2 separate regions of the Mus musculus genome follow, and region 2 is linked to region 1. The links are chromatin contacts, called in public HiChIP or PLAC-seq maps. All regions are on one chromosome and are shown on one strand. The core of a region is the stretch at or near the end of the contact, and the rest is flanking DNA. Distances in the headings are between cores, read along the strand shown.

Region 1 (6,762 bases), core at 1,194-3,693:
CTGGATAGAAGGCACATTCAAGATTATGTGTGCAAGCCAGAAGTAGTGGTGACACTTTTAATCCCAGCACTCTGGAGGCAGACACAGGCCGATTTCTGCATCTGAAGTCAGCCTAGTTTACAGAGCAAGTTCCAGGCCAGCCAAGAGAGATCTTATCTTCACCATTCACCCTCTCCCCTCCCCCCAAATTATGATATGTTCTGTTCTTGAATTTGAAATACACTGGTCACGTGATTGTTAAAAGCTGAGCTGAGTTTAGTGCAGTGGGGCACATAGACCCTTCCAGTCAAGAGAGAACTTTCACAAAGGCCAAGCAGAACTGAAAGCAGTAATCTTTGGGGCTAGAGGGCCAGACAGAGGTAGCCCAGAGAAGGCTTTTTGACGAACCAACAAGGCACTTTGAGAGAGGACTCAAGAGTGATGCTGTGGATTTTCTCAGTCAAAGATAGAGCAGCTATTATTTTTATTATTTTAATTATGTGTAAGTATGTGTGTGTGTGTCTGTGCTTGGGTATTTGTGTTGTGGTAAATATTATTTGGGAGTTTCTACCTCATTTAGGTCATATAGTTCCCAAATAAAAGACACAATAATAATAACGAGCCTTAAAAGTACTAGATCTGGGCAGATAGCAATCCCCTATATTATTTTGTCTACCTGTCAATAACCCTGAGATATGGCTTGCCACGTTCTCCAGGGGCCTCTCTGCTCCAGCTGCTGGCTGTGGTCACGGGCATGCACTCATGATCCACCTCCCCATGGTATCTTCTTCCTCCCCTCTTCTCCTTGTCCCTGGCCCAGCCCCAAGCCTGGGAACCTTTACTCCACCCCCTCTCTTCTAGCCAGCCCAAGCTGTATCTTTATTAACCAATCAGGGATGACTTAGAAGCAGGGTGAGAGGGGCAAAGTATATATAACAAAAGCTAGTATATATGCTCTACACTGGAGCAACCAGGTCTTGGGGTACTGAATTTATCATTTGAATATAAGCAGTATCAGATCAACCTCCCACATATTTGCAACTGAATACCTGTGGAGTCCAGAGGCACTGAATTCTCTGGAGCTGGAGTTAAGAGGTGTTTGTAAGCTACCTGACACAGGTGCTAGGAACCAAACTCAGGTCCTCTGGAAGAGAGAGGAGAACCTAGTCACTGAGCCATCTCTCTAGCCCTGAAAAGACTGTTCTTGTTTGTTTGTTTGTTTGTTTATGCTGGGGTTTGAAGGCAGGTCTCCCTCCTGCTGAGTCAATGTAGTACAAACCCATACAGCTGGAAAGTTTTAATGCAGTGGTGCTGCTAAGGAGCTGGAAGATGGGTAGGGAACAGCCCCCATAGTTAGGAGGCATGGTAGAAACAGATGGCAGAGTTGAGAGTGACCAAACGATCAGTGTGAACCCAGTGGAGAAAGATGGTTTGTCAGTTGTTTACCAATTAATTATACTGGTAAAATACCAGCAAAAGTGAAAAACCAAGAATTTGGGACTGACAGAGATGGTTCAATGGGTATAGTATTTGATGAGTAAGCATGAAGACCCAATTTGCTCCTTAGCACCCACGTAAAAGCCAGGCTATGACAGTGCTGGCAAGCAGGGAAAGGAGGTCCCAGGTACTCACTGGCTAGCAAGTCATCGTCAGCAAACTCCAGGCTTGCTAAGAGACCTGTGTCAAAAAACGAAGCTGGATGGAATGGGAGAAGATAGCTGTGGCTTGATGTCGGCCTGCACCTTTGCAAACAGGGGTGCACACTTATGCATACACATCCGTGTCCTCCGCCTCCTCGTTCGCACTCACTTACACTTACACATCCGTGCCCCCCACCTCCTCGTGCACACTTACTTACGCATACATATCTGTGTCCCCTACCTCCTCACCTAGAATTTGTTTTGGTCAATCAAGTTGTCTTAGTTACGGTTTCTATTCCTATGAAGAGACAGCATGGCTATGGAAACCCTATAAAGGAAAACATTTACTTGGGATTGGCTTACAGCTCAGAGGTTTTAGTCTATTATCAGGGAGAGAAGCATGGTGGCATGTAGGCAGACACAGTGCTGGAGAAGGAGCTGAGAGTTCTGTATCTTGATCTGTAGGCAACAGAAAGAGACTGTGACACACTGGCCAGACTTGAACTTCTGAGACCTCAAGGTCCACCCCTATAGTGACACACTTCCTCAAACAAGGCCACATCTCCTAATAGTGCCTCTCCTTATGAGGCTTTGGGGGCCTATTTTATTCAAGCCACGTAACTGGTATGGTATTGGTTTTCTGTTGCTGTGTAACGATGATTTCAAACTCCGCAGGTTAAATCATCTGTCTCCATTTAAGGACCAGGCCTGATTTCCTAAAAGGCCGTAAGGCACCAGCTTCAGGATCAGACCATAACACCCAGAACAAGATCATAAAATGCCTCCTCAAAGAACAGCCTGGGGATAACCACAAAAATGGGGAACTATCTCAGAATGCGCCATCTGTGCTGGGCAGCCCTATTTCATCACATGGTTGAACATTCATGACATAGGAATGCAGACTACCGATCACCCGTGACCTCCTAGCATCTACCAATGACATTTTCAATTACCTAATCCTTCTAGAGAGTCCTCCCCTGCCCCCATTCCCTATAAGAAGGCCTGTGTGCCTTTGTCTGGGGTCACCATTTCAGAGAATGGCTGACCCCCGCATGCTGGTTGTTTCTGCAGGATAAACACTATTTGTTTTTGCCTACTTGGTCTTCCTTCAGTGATAGGACCCTTACATAAGTTTGAGTCCAGTCCAGAACACCTACATAGTGAAATGTTGTCTCAAAATAACAACAAGGAGCCCTGAAGAAACCATAAGAGCAAAAGAACAACAAGAAATCTTGAAAGCTTTTTGAAAAAGTTCAGTTCTGGAGAGATGAACGACGACTGTGCCAAACTCGTTTACTTTTTCTCCAAGGTGAGAGCATGGGGCCACTCCAAGAAAGAACATATTTTCTAGTATTGGTATCCATGTTTGTGCAGTGAGGTACAGAGACCAACAGTCTGCCACAAGGGCTGCAGTACTGGACTAGAACTCGGAGGAACCTCTTCAACTCCTTTGGCTGTCTTAGGTAGGCGCTCAAGGTTGAACAAGATGTCCACAGGACAATTCAGATGTACTGGCTCTAGAGAGATGGGGCAGACATCAATCATACTCCATTTAACCATGAAGATGTATCCAGTCCCTTAAAAAGAGCTGATAGTGCCATATGTACCATAGTATAAGGCAGATTCTTAGGAGCTGTTCACATTGTAAACAGATGTGCTTCCATGGTCTCAATGGTCACAAAACAAAAACAAAATGTCCATACACTGATATACCGACTGGATATTATATGCTTGGCCAGTCTTCCTCAGAGAATCATTTGGCTTTCAAAATTGCCTTATATATGTTGAATATCTTCAGATATATGCATCCATTTCACTTTAAATATTTCTTTAGGGTAGACTTTCTGGAGTTAGACACAAGGTGAGTGATTCAGACAAGATCAAGGGCAAAGGCCAAGTAGACAGGATTATGTAGATCAAGTCAGTGACCAAAGGAGCAATAGAAATTGACGGGGGGGAACTCAACTCAAACCACGCACCAGAAGCGCAGGGTATTGCTCAGCTGCCTGGGCTTCAGGCCAGTGCTGGAGGCGAGCTGTCCACAGGTCTCCATTCTATTTGTTTACTGCTTTGCTTAACAAATGACACAGGATGAACTGATAACAGGATAGCCCATGACCAAAGAAAACTGTTTCTACTTCAACAGGCCAGTCCTGGAGGTGACAATTCTTACACTGTTCATCGTGAGTTACAAACTGACATTTGAAGGTTGTTTTCATTGGAATTGTGAACCATGAATGCTTGATAAGCCTATGCATTTAATATATATTAATTTTGGGAGAAGAAAAGATTTCTTTTTGCATACTAGCATTTCTTTGTAAAAGTGACTAAGTATTTCAGTGTATTTATTAGAAACACAATGTAAAGAAAATCACTGGAAAGAGATGCCCATTGGACAGGCAAACTTTATATGCCCCAGTACAGGGGAACGCCAGGGCCAAAAAATGGGAATGGGTGGGTAGGGGAGTGGGGGGGGGGAGGGTGTGGGGGACTTTTGGGATAGCATTGGAAATGTAATTGAGGAAAATACGTAATAAAAAAAAGAAAATCAATTTAAATGAAGAGAACAGAATAGAATTAATCAATTCTGTAGCCCTTGCTGTGAGGGCTAGGGAGAAGCAGGGCTGTCAGGGGCTGAGTATTCCACTAGTTCTGATGTATCAAGCTCCAAAGATGCCCGGAGAGACCTGAATGGATTAAGTAAATGCCAGCCCAAGCCCTAAAGGAGATAGTTTCAACAGTTTAACACAACCTTTAGCAACACACTTGCTATTTTACACATCAGGCATACTGTTCTTTGTCAGGGAAAGTGAAGAATCATGGGTTTACTCGATTGGGACAGGTAACGTGAAATAAATTGAGGGTGTCACAAACCTACTTTAGGATTTCTCAAACTCTTGACATACTATCAAGGACTGGCTTCCATGTTCTCATGTGGAAGGACAACTTAAATTTCCTTGTCTATGCTATAGAAGGTGAGCTTAATGTTTTACTTCTGATCTACAGCCCAGTGGCACTCTTACCTAAGAATGGAATTTCAATTCCCATCACTTTACACTCAGTGCAGTGGTTCTCAACAAGGGGTCCCATATCAAATATCCTGCATATAAGATATTTTACATTATGATTAATAACAGGAGCAAAATAGAGTTATGAAGTAGCAACAAAATACTTTATGGTTGGAGGTCGCCATAACATGAGGAAATCTATTAAAGGGTTACAGTATTAGGAAGGTTGAGAACCACTGCTGTAGTGTAATGTAGCAAAGGCTGTCCTGTGCCAAAAAGTGTTTTTGTTATTACATTATTATTACATTATTCATTTTGTTCTCCAGATGTCTGTATGGGAGCCATTAGCAAGGAGCACATGAGTAACTAAATGGCCGGTGATACAAATTAGATGTAGTGTCAGTTTCAGAGAACAGAATAAAATTAATCAATTCTGCAGCAGATACCCAAGAGAGTAGCCAGGGTGGGGTTGCATGCACTTGGGAATCCCAGAGAGGAACATCGTAAGTTCTAGTCGAGCCTGGAGTATAGAGTGAGACTGTTGAAAAGAGGAAAGTCACCCTGGGCTTCACCCTTTAACTCTGAGCTCAGCTCTATGGTTCAGAATGTGGTCTGTCCTGTAGAGTATGTCTTATGTTCCTTTATTTGTTTGTTTTGGTTTTGGTTGGTTAGTTAGTTTTTGCTTTTGTTTGTGTTTTGTTTTGTTTGTGTGTTTTTTGACACTGGGTCTCTTTGTAGCCCTGCTTGGCCTTGAACTTACTATATAGGGATTAAAGTCATGACTCTTCATTCCAGGTTTGGAGGCAGAAGCAAGTGGATCTCTTTGAGTTCAAGGTTAGTCTGGTTGACAAAGTATGTTCAAGGCCTATTAGTGCTATGTGCAGAGGTCCTGTTCCCCCCCCCCCAAAAAAAAAAAAACTGAAGAGAAAAAGCTATTTGTTTTGGATATATATTGAAATGATCTTTTTGGTAATGAAATATATTAATTTCTTTTAATAATGTTAATTTATTATTAGTGTGTGTGTGTGTGTGTGTGTGTGTGTGCATGCATGTAGACCAGAGGACAATTGGCAGTTTTATTCCTCAGGAAAGACGTTTACTTTATTTTGAGACAAAGTTTCCTATTGATTTGGATCTCTTCAGGTAGGCTAGGCCATCTGTCTGTCTCTGCGTCGCAGGGCTGAGGCTACAGACAGGGCTGTGCACTACCACATCTGGTTTTTTTTTTTTTTTAAACCCAAGTTCTGGGGGTCAAATTCAGTTCCTCCTGCATAGCAGACCATCTCCCCAGCCCTTGGTTTTACTTTTTAGGTTTTTATCAGGAAACCTATGGATTTCCTACTGGATAGCACAAACTGAGATGACCACTGTGCAGTCCAACATTATTCTTGAATGCTCTAATCAGGTACCTCAGTTACACAGTGTGGGACCGTGAAAGGCAACCTGTGTTCTGGTTGAGTGAAGCTTACTCCAGAGACCCAGCTCCATAATCCTGTGACTATCACATAGACAATGCCCCAAGCTCCTGGTATTCTGGCTAGACCCCACTCCCACAGTTAACCTGGTGTCTTAGTCAGGGTTTCTATTCCTGCACAAACATCATGACCAAGAAGCAAGTTGGGGAGGAAAGGGTTTATTCGGCTTACACTTCCATACTGTTGTTCATCACCAAGGAAGTCAGGACTGGAACTCAAGCAGGTCAGGAAGCAGGAGCTGATGCAGAGGCCATGGAGGGATGTTCTTTACTGGCTTGCTTCACTTGGCTTGCTCAGCCTGCTCTTTTATAGAACCCAAGACTACCAGCCCAGAGATGGTCCCACCCACAAGGGGCCTTTCCCCCTTGATCACTAATTGAGAAAATGCCTTACAGATGGATCTCATGGAGGCATTTCCTCAACTGAAGCATTCTCTGTGATAACTCCAGCTGTGTCAAGTTGACATAAAACTAGCCAGTACACCTGGCAATATCCAGGTAGCCCAAACCACTATAAAAGGGGCTGCTTGGTCCCTCCTCTCTGTTAAGCTCTTGCTCTCTTTCTTGTCTCTCACCTCTTGCCTCTTCTCTCCCTTCCCTTACCCCCCTCTCTCCATGTGGCTATGGCTTCTACTTCCTTATTCTTCTTGCTCTCTCTGTC
Region 2 (6,762 bases), core at 1,720-4,219, 330 kb before region 1:
GTGGGTAGGGGAGTGGGGGGGGGGAGGGCATCAGGGACTTTTGGGATAGCATTTGAAATGTAAATAAAGAAAATATCTAATAAAATAAAATAATAAATAAATAAAAGAAATAAATAAAAGCGAAGTCAGACAGTAACTAGAAGCAAATGTTCCCTCGTTGGGCTGTAGCCCCAAGTAATACTTTCAAAGAAGAAAGAAGTCTCCTTCCCCAACCCTTACTGTGTTCAATACCTTCTTTAACCCCCACCCCCAATCCCTCTTTACCACTTGCTTCTAACCCTCCAGGCACCACAGCCATCCCTATTACCACACCTTGTGGATGCTTTTATCCATAAAGCTTATGAAGCTCTGCTATGCTGCCTAGCTTATTTCTTGGGTTTGTTGTGAATTGTGTCTCTCTCCGCCATCATATAAGTTTATGTGTGCAGAGATTTTGTTTGTTTTGTTTAGAAATGAATCTATATTTCAACAGACCATATAGCAGATAGCAGATAAGGAATCAAAATTGATTAATTACATCAATGGATGTTTTAGTATTCACATAAGGCACATCTTGAATGTTTTTTCTTGGTGTTTTCTCTATCTGTAAGGTCAAATCGTTGCTGGGTTTTAAGTTAAACATTGTCGTCTCTTCTCTCTTTGTTTGCCTCCTGATTTCCATGTCACCTTCCCCATTATTTGGGCCTTTTCATTTAAACAAGCTTATTTCCTGGCCCATTGTAATGATGCTCTTCCCAGTGCTCCATATCTCCCAGTTTTACTATTCACTTCTCTTTTTTGGGGGCTGGGGGGTTCTAAGCAAACCCATTTCATTCATAATTTTAGTTGGTACAGATGTGCTAAGAATCTTAATGTTGTAAATGTTTCTAGAGCAAAGTTACTATCCAAACATACTGCCATACTGTTCTGATTATCTTTATAAATATGCTTCTATGCCCTCTTGAAGACTGCTGAGTTGCAAAGCCATACACACTCAGCCAGCCCTGTCCTTAGACAGAACCAGACCCTACAGTAAGAATAATAGTCATTTAATCACATAGTACCAAAGAATTCTTACTTCAGACAAGGATGCTTGAAGGTCAACAACATGGATGAGTTATAATTGACCTGTTATTCCAGTAAGTATCCAAATATAAGCCTCCTCTTTTCCAGACTTAAACCACATTACTTAAAGGGGATTCCAAGAGCCTTTCTTCACTCTACCTCTACTCAAAAGAGAGGACTAGAGAACAATAGTAAACTGTTATTGGTGCCTTGTACATCCCAGTCATCATGCTGATCTTTCATACACCTTATCTTACTCCTATAAAAATGCACTCTCTAGTGCTGGCATTTTATAGATGCAGAACACACAAGACTTCTAAGCTTCAGAAAATTATCCAAGGCTGAGGAGATATAATGTAGTCAAACTAGATCTTGCCTCAAAAGTGTAAGGACTTAAGTTTGATCCCAAGAACTCAAATAAGATGCCAAATGCAGTAACACACTAGAAAGGCAGCAACAAGAGAATTTCTGAAGGTCACTAGACAGCCAATTTAGCTAACAGATAAGCTTCAGGACTATGAGAGACTCTGTCTCACAGAAGGTAGTGTTCCTGAGGCTGACCTAGCCTACACACACACACGCACACACACACACACACACACACACACACACACACACACACACACAGAGCTAGAAGTAAAACAGGATTATAAACTTAGCCACACCTCCAACCACTGAAGGTGTAATTCCCTCACGAACATTCCTTCCCCTCTCAGCTTTCCACACCTTCTCATGCATCCCCCCAGTGCAAAGTTTTAAATGAGCAGGAAATAAAATTGGAGACAGAAGAGGTAACTGAATGAGGCAGTCACCCACACACTCATCTTAGGGAATGCCAGGAGGCTACACAAGATTGGAGGCGAACAGACCCATGACTGCGCTGTGGCAGAAGAAAGCTGGTGTGAGTTTTTGGTGGTGATGATAATAATATAGTTTGTTTTTCCCAGGAGGTGGAGAACTGTGGTCTATTTGGGTTGTGAAAGACACTCTTCACAGTGAGAATCCTCTGCTGAAGTCATCATGGGATTGGAATGCTGTTCCACAAGGACATGTATATTGAAGTGAATGAAACAGACAGGGATGACACTGGTTGCCAAGTGTAGCCTATAAACTGAAAACACCCTCCAGGATCTGCAGCGTCCCAAGGAACTTCCTCTTCAGAAGTCGTTACTACAAGAAAAGGGCAAACCAACACGTTTATCCAGGAGGAAAAATACATCTTCTACTTGGCTGTGATCCAGGCTTCTTGCCTTATTCTTTCTTGCTATTTTGTGGCATAGAGTACTTTGTCATCTCTCACTAAAGTCACCTCTCATAGCTTTTGCAGTAGTAGAGGGTAAGGCAAGAATGATGGGTGCAAAGTACTATACATTTTTTGAAAGATTTTCTAGAGTGGATGAAAAGGGTGAACCCACTACAATATTTAGAATATTCTTAATGTGTAACTTTCTCCCAGAGTATGCAGCTCTCATTCACTTTAACAATCTCTGATTTACAAACTTGGTAAGTACGAATTGGTGAAATAAATGAGAATTTGGATAATAGCTGCAATTATGAGGTTTGGAAAACAGAATAGACACTAAGAAATAGGGTCAGCCTGGAGCACAGAGGAAGAAAACTGGCAACTTTGTCTACTGAGCAGGTCACTTGAATGCACTAAGGCTCAGTCTTACATCTGCAAACCAGGAAGGCTGACTTCTCAGAGCACATGCAACTTTCAGTGTAATTAATTATGTTTCTGAGAGTGTTTTACGAAGTGAAAATGAAAGTATGAAGTATCACAGTCGTCTCTGCCTTTGCACTTTCCAGAAGTACAGAGCACTGCAAGGATACAATGAGCTATACCATCACATAATCCCAGAGTCAAGGAGACCTGTACTCCATGCTGCATTATGGAAATGTGAACCTTGTGTAGAAAGTTCAAGTTTCAGGAAGAGTAGATGAGGCTAGACTAGGCAGAGTCAGAGGAAGTGAGAGGAGGTTCTCTGAAGGGAATGAAGGACTGATTGAAAAGTGGAGTGGAGGGAAGGGAGGAGAGAGTAGGGAGAATTCTAGTTGGTAGCAGAACAGTCTAAGCAACAGTCAGCTTCTTTATGTAAATTGTGCCCTAAGCATTGGTGGGGAGGGGGGAGTACTGTTTATTCTCACTTCCATCTAGCTCCTTTTGAAATCTTCAGTTGCTGCCCAGTGGACTCTTGTATGCTTCTCTTGCTTACTGATGATTTCAGATGGGGATGAAGAAACTAGGACAGTGGTAGTCCAGGAGTAAAAACTCTCAGGAGACAGCAATATGGACCAAATGGTAGAACAATAAGAGGGAAGGTGTGGAAAGGGGCACTTTGTTTGGTTTCAGACAGCCTTTTCCTGCAGATGCAAGAGAGTGTTATCTTTTATAGTTGGGGTTTTTGAAAGGACTAGGTGGCTGGCCTAAAGTTCACTGTGGCTTTTAGTGATGAATAATCCAGTCTCAATACACGCCTCTCAAATATCAGTATCTACCCACCCAACTCATGGGTTTCTTTATGGTCACTATAACCAATTTTTTAAATTATAATTTCAAAACACAGAAGATGCTTAAGGGTGAAACAATTCATTCAGATGATCCAGATAATAGGGCGCAGAGCCAAAACTCACATAAACACAATGCTCTTTTCACACTTTGCCATGTAATACTTATGTTATTAATCAGGACATTTGGCTTTTTACTTTCATTGTGGCTGTTTCAGAAGCCAGCATAGCCATCTTTGCCCAGTTACCCTGCACCTGGTTGAATTACCCTCTCATTCTGTCATTTTCTGTTCTTCCCTTTGTTTGAATTTGCTTGTAGCTTGCCCTCTTTCCTACCAGTACCCAGGTATGTGCTTTGAAATGACCCTTACTTTCTTTATTTCTTTAAGAAAACTCTCAGGACTTGAATGAGAAATCCAAGTGGTCTCAAACAGGAGATGCTGAGTGGGTAGACTTAGGTGATCTTTGTAGACTGATCATTTTACAGTCCAGTGTGTGCTAAACAAGCACTCCACCACTGAAGCCCCAAGTAGTTCAGTCCCCAAAATAGTCTTTTTTAAAATGTGATTTCACAGTTTTTTCTAAAGGAAGGTGCATATCCAGTGCATACCTACCATCTCACTGTGTGATAGCACCATCCAGCTCTTACAAGGAAAACTAGCCATTTGTTGAGAACTCCTACAAATTTCTCAATCTGAGCACAGCCTATGACTCACAAACAGAACTCTATGCAGTTGCAGGATGTTCATCTGAAACACTGACAACAGCAGAAATGGCTCCTGAAACTGAAAACTATCACTGGCAACTGTTGTCTTTATGAACAAAAATCAAATCACCACACCCCTCTCCTGTTTGAAGTGAGGCATACCATTCCTCGTCCTTCCTTTAAAAAACAGAAGGCAGAATGTGAAAGATCACATTTAGAGTCCTCCACTGCCTGATTTTAGTGAATAGTTGTGTCCCCCAGCTATGCAGAGTAGTGGAAATGCCACAGTGCCTGTATACAAATGATGAGAAAGCACAGTGAATCTGACCAGGGTTGTCATAAAGGCTCAGCACATATCTGAGAGCTGAGCCTGAGAAGATAGCAGAGCTGAGAGCAGCGGAGTAGACATTCAAGATCAGAAAACAGGGTATGCTTGGTGCTGGTGAATGAAAATAGCAAGATGTCACTGTATGGAAGGGATGTCAATAATCTCATGCCTCATGCCTAAAATCTAAGGTCAGTGGGCATGAGTTCTGGGTAACTTCCTCCAATTCACTCCCTTGATGTTCCAGATCACAAGAGTATTGCAAACCATGGGAAGTGCATCAGCCTGAGAGGGTAGGTAGGTCTTTGGGATTTTAAGTGAAACAATTTCTGCATTTTGGAAAGATTCACCTGCTGCATTTGAGAGAGGGGGGAGAGAGAGAGAGAGAGAGAGAGAGAGAGAGAGAGAGAGAGAGAGAGAGAGAGAGAGAGCAGGAACAGTGTTATAGAACAGGTAAATCCATTGTGGGAATCTGGGGCCACTATAATAATATGTCTGCCTCCAGAATTATGTTTTATATGCAAATTGTATTTGAATTTTTGTCTCAAAACGCTATCTAGCTTTCTCTTACATATAAAGCAAGCTATAGAGCACCAAGCACAATGCTCAAGGCTCTTGTTAGTCTGAACACATTCTAGCATTCTTCCTCTTGTGCTAATTCCCTTCATATGCTGTGTCTTCCATTAGTAAGGAATTCCCCCGAAATGACATAGATGTGTGCCCCTCTGTGCTTATGTAGACTGCTTCCCTCTTGGTTTTTTGTTATTCCTACCACAGTGCTATTTTTACCCTCCAGCCACGCAGTGAACTACCTCAAGAAGTTGTTCATCCATATGCATGCTGCACACCATAAGCACTTGGCAGATGTTGTAGAGGAAACTGGACTGATAGCAGTATTTGTATTTGTCATTTAGTATTTTTCCCCCTGAGACAGGGTTTCTCTGTGAAGTTTTGACTGTCCCGGAACTTGCTCTGTAGACCAGAATGGCATGGAACTCACAGACATCTCCCTACCTTTGCCTTCTGAATGTGAGGATTAAAGGCATGCACAACCACTACCCGGCAGTATTTTCAAACTTCAAACACCATAAGTAAAATAATCTATTTAATTACATAGCAACATAAAACACTGTACAGAAAATTATTTAACATTCAAAAAGCAAAAGGGTATACAAAAGAATTATGACGAGATAATTTCCTAAAGACAGCCAGCGACTTCTAATGAATTTTCAGCTAGGATCTTAAAAGAAAGGGACAAAAGAAATGTATTTATTTGTTCTGGTTTCACTCACATGATTGGTAAAGATGAAAGAGTTTTAAAGTTGGGACTGAAGATGCCAGGAAAAGACACAGTCTTTATTGTTAAAATTAAATTGTTGTGCTTCTTTTCAGAAGGTAATTGAGTTATCAGTATCTACAAAATTTGGAATACAGAAATCTTTAATGTAAAAATTCAAATCTTAGAAATTATCTTACAAGTAAAATATAACAAGCCCCAAAATGATTGCTACCACCTGTTTCAAATTATTCCAAACTATGCCTGTTAAAAGCAAAAAGCAAACTACAATGGAGCATATATACTATGATGTTCCTTTAGTGCAAAGAAAATATACTGATAATGCTGATTGCGAATAAGAAATCTTGAAAAATCTTGACATTAGCTATTTCTAGAAAGATCTATTGCATTGAGTTGTCAGTCCTTTGACATTGTTTGAATATGTACATTTCTCAATTCTAAAAACTATAGCCAACCCCAAACACAAACATTTGGTCATTTGTCATATACTAGAAAAATATTAAACATTTATGGCTTCCAGGATTTTGCAAACATGGTAGTTTCTCAAAAGAATTCTTATATAAGACAGACATAGAACATCATCCTTCCTGCTCCACTGAGAACCTGTAATATGCTGCTGCTATAGCAAATGAATAGGGATGTGATAAAATCACACACGCACACACACGCTTACACATACATATGCATACATATTGCTTTTGAATAGTTGATAACATATAAAAATTTCCTGAAGTCTAACATTATGACATTTAAATTATCAACTGAACCAGCCCCATTCCTCACAAAGCAGGATCTTGGAGAAATGTAACAGTGGCAAGTTCAGCAGTGGTGACAACTCCTTCCCCATGTTTGTGAAACAGCATGAGGGGTGATGGCATCAGC

What was found. HiChIP or PLAC-seq counts read pairs in DNA pulled down with a chosen protein or histone mark.
Region 2: a contact with region 1 is called in an H3K27ac HiChIP or PLAC-seq map of large pre-B cells, with 4 times the contacts expected there. The contact joins two enhancer-like sites. A contact is called at or near these places in 5 of 39 promoter capture datasets (the HPC-7 cell line, cranial neural crest, maxillary cranial neural crest and 2 more), 1 of 15 datasets of contacts at CTCF or cohesin (stem cell-derived epiblast-like cells), 3 of 484 Hi-C or Micro-C datasets (the Ba/F3 cell line, myeloid progenitors and nephron progenitors), 2 of 115 datasets of contacts at active chromatin or transcription factors (bone marrow-derived macrophages and large pre-B cells) and 2 of 9 other capture datasets (adipose tissue and liver).

Annotation. Positions count from the first base shown.
Region 1 is chr4:3,622,577-3,629,338 of GRCm38.p6, reverse strand. No RefSeq gene overlaps it. Among named protein-coding and RNA genes, the nearest start is that of 2210414B05Rik, 31 kb to the left of the region's middle. Within about 2 kb of position 2,443, at least 100 of the 459 cell types and tissues checked have an H3K27ac peak or open chromatin away from gene starts, as enhancers often do. A contact at or near this core is called in the Ba/F3 cell line, the HPC-7 cell line, bone marrow-derived macrophages and 1 more, where this site is marked.
Region 2 is chr4:3,950,293-3,957,054 of GRCm38.p6, reverse strand. It overlaps a transcript of Chchd7 not described here. Among named protein-coding and RNA genes, the nearest start is that of Chchd7, 15 kb to the right of the region's middle. Within about 2 kb of position 2,969, at least 78 of the 459 cell types and tissues checked have an H3K27ac peak or open chromatin away from gene starts, as enhancers often do. A contact at or near this core is called in the Ba/F3 cell line, the HPC-7 cell line, bone marrow-derived macrophages and 1 more, where this site is marked.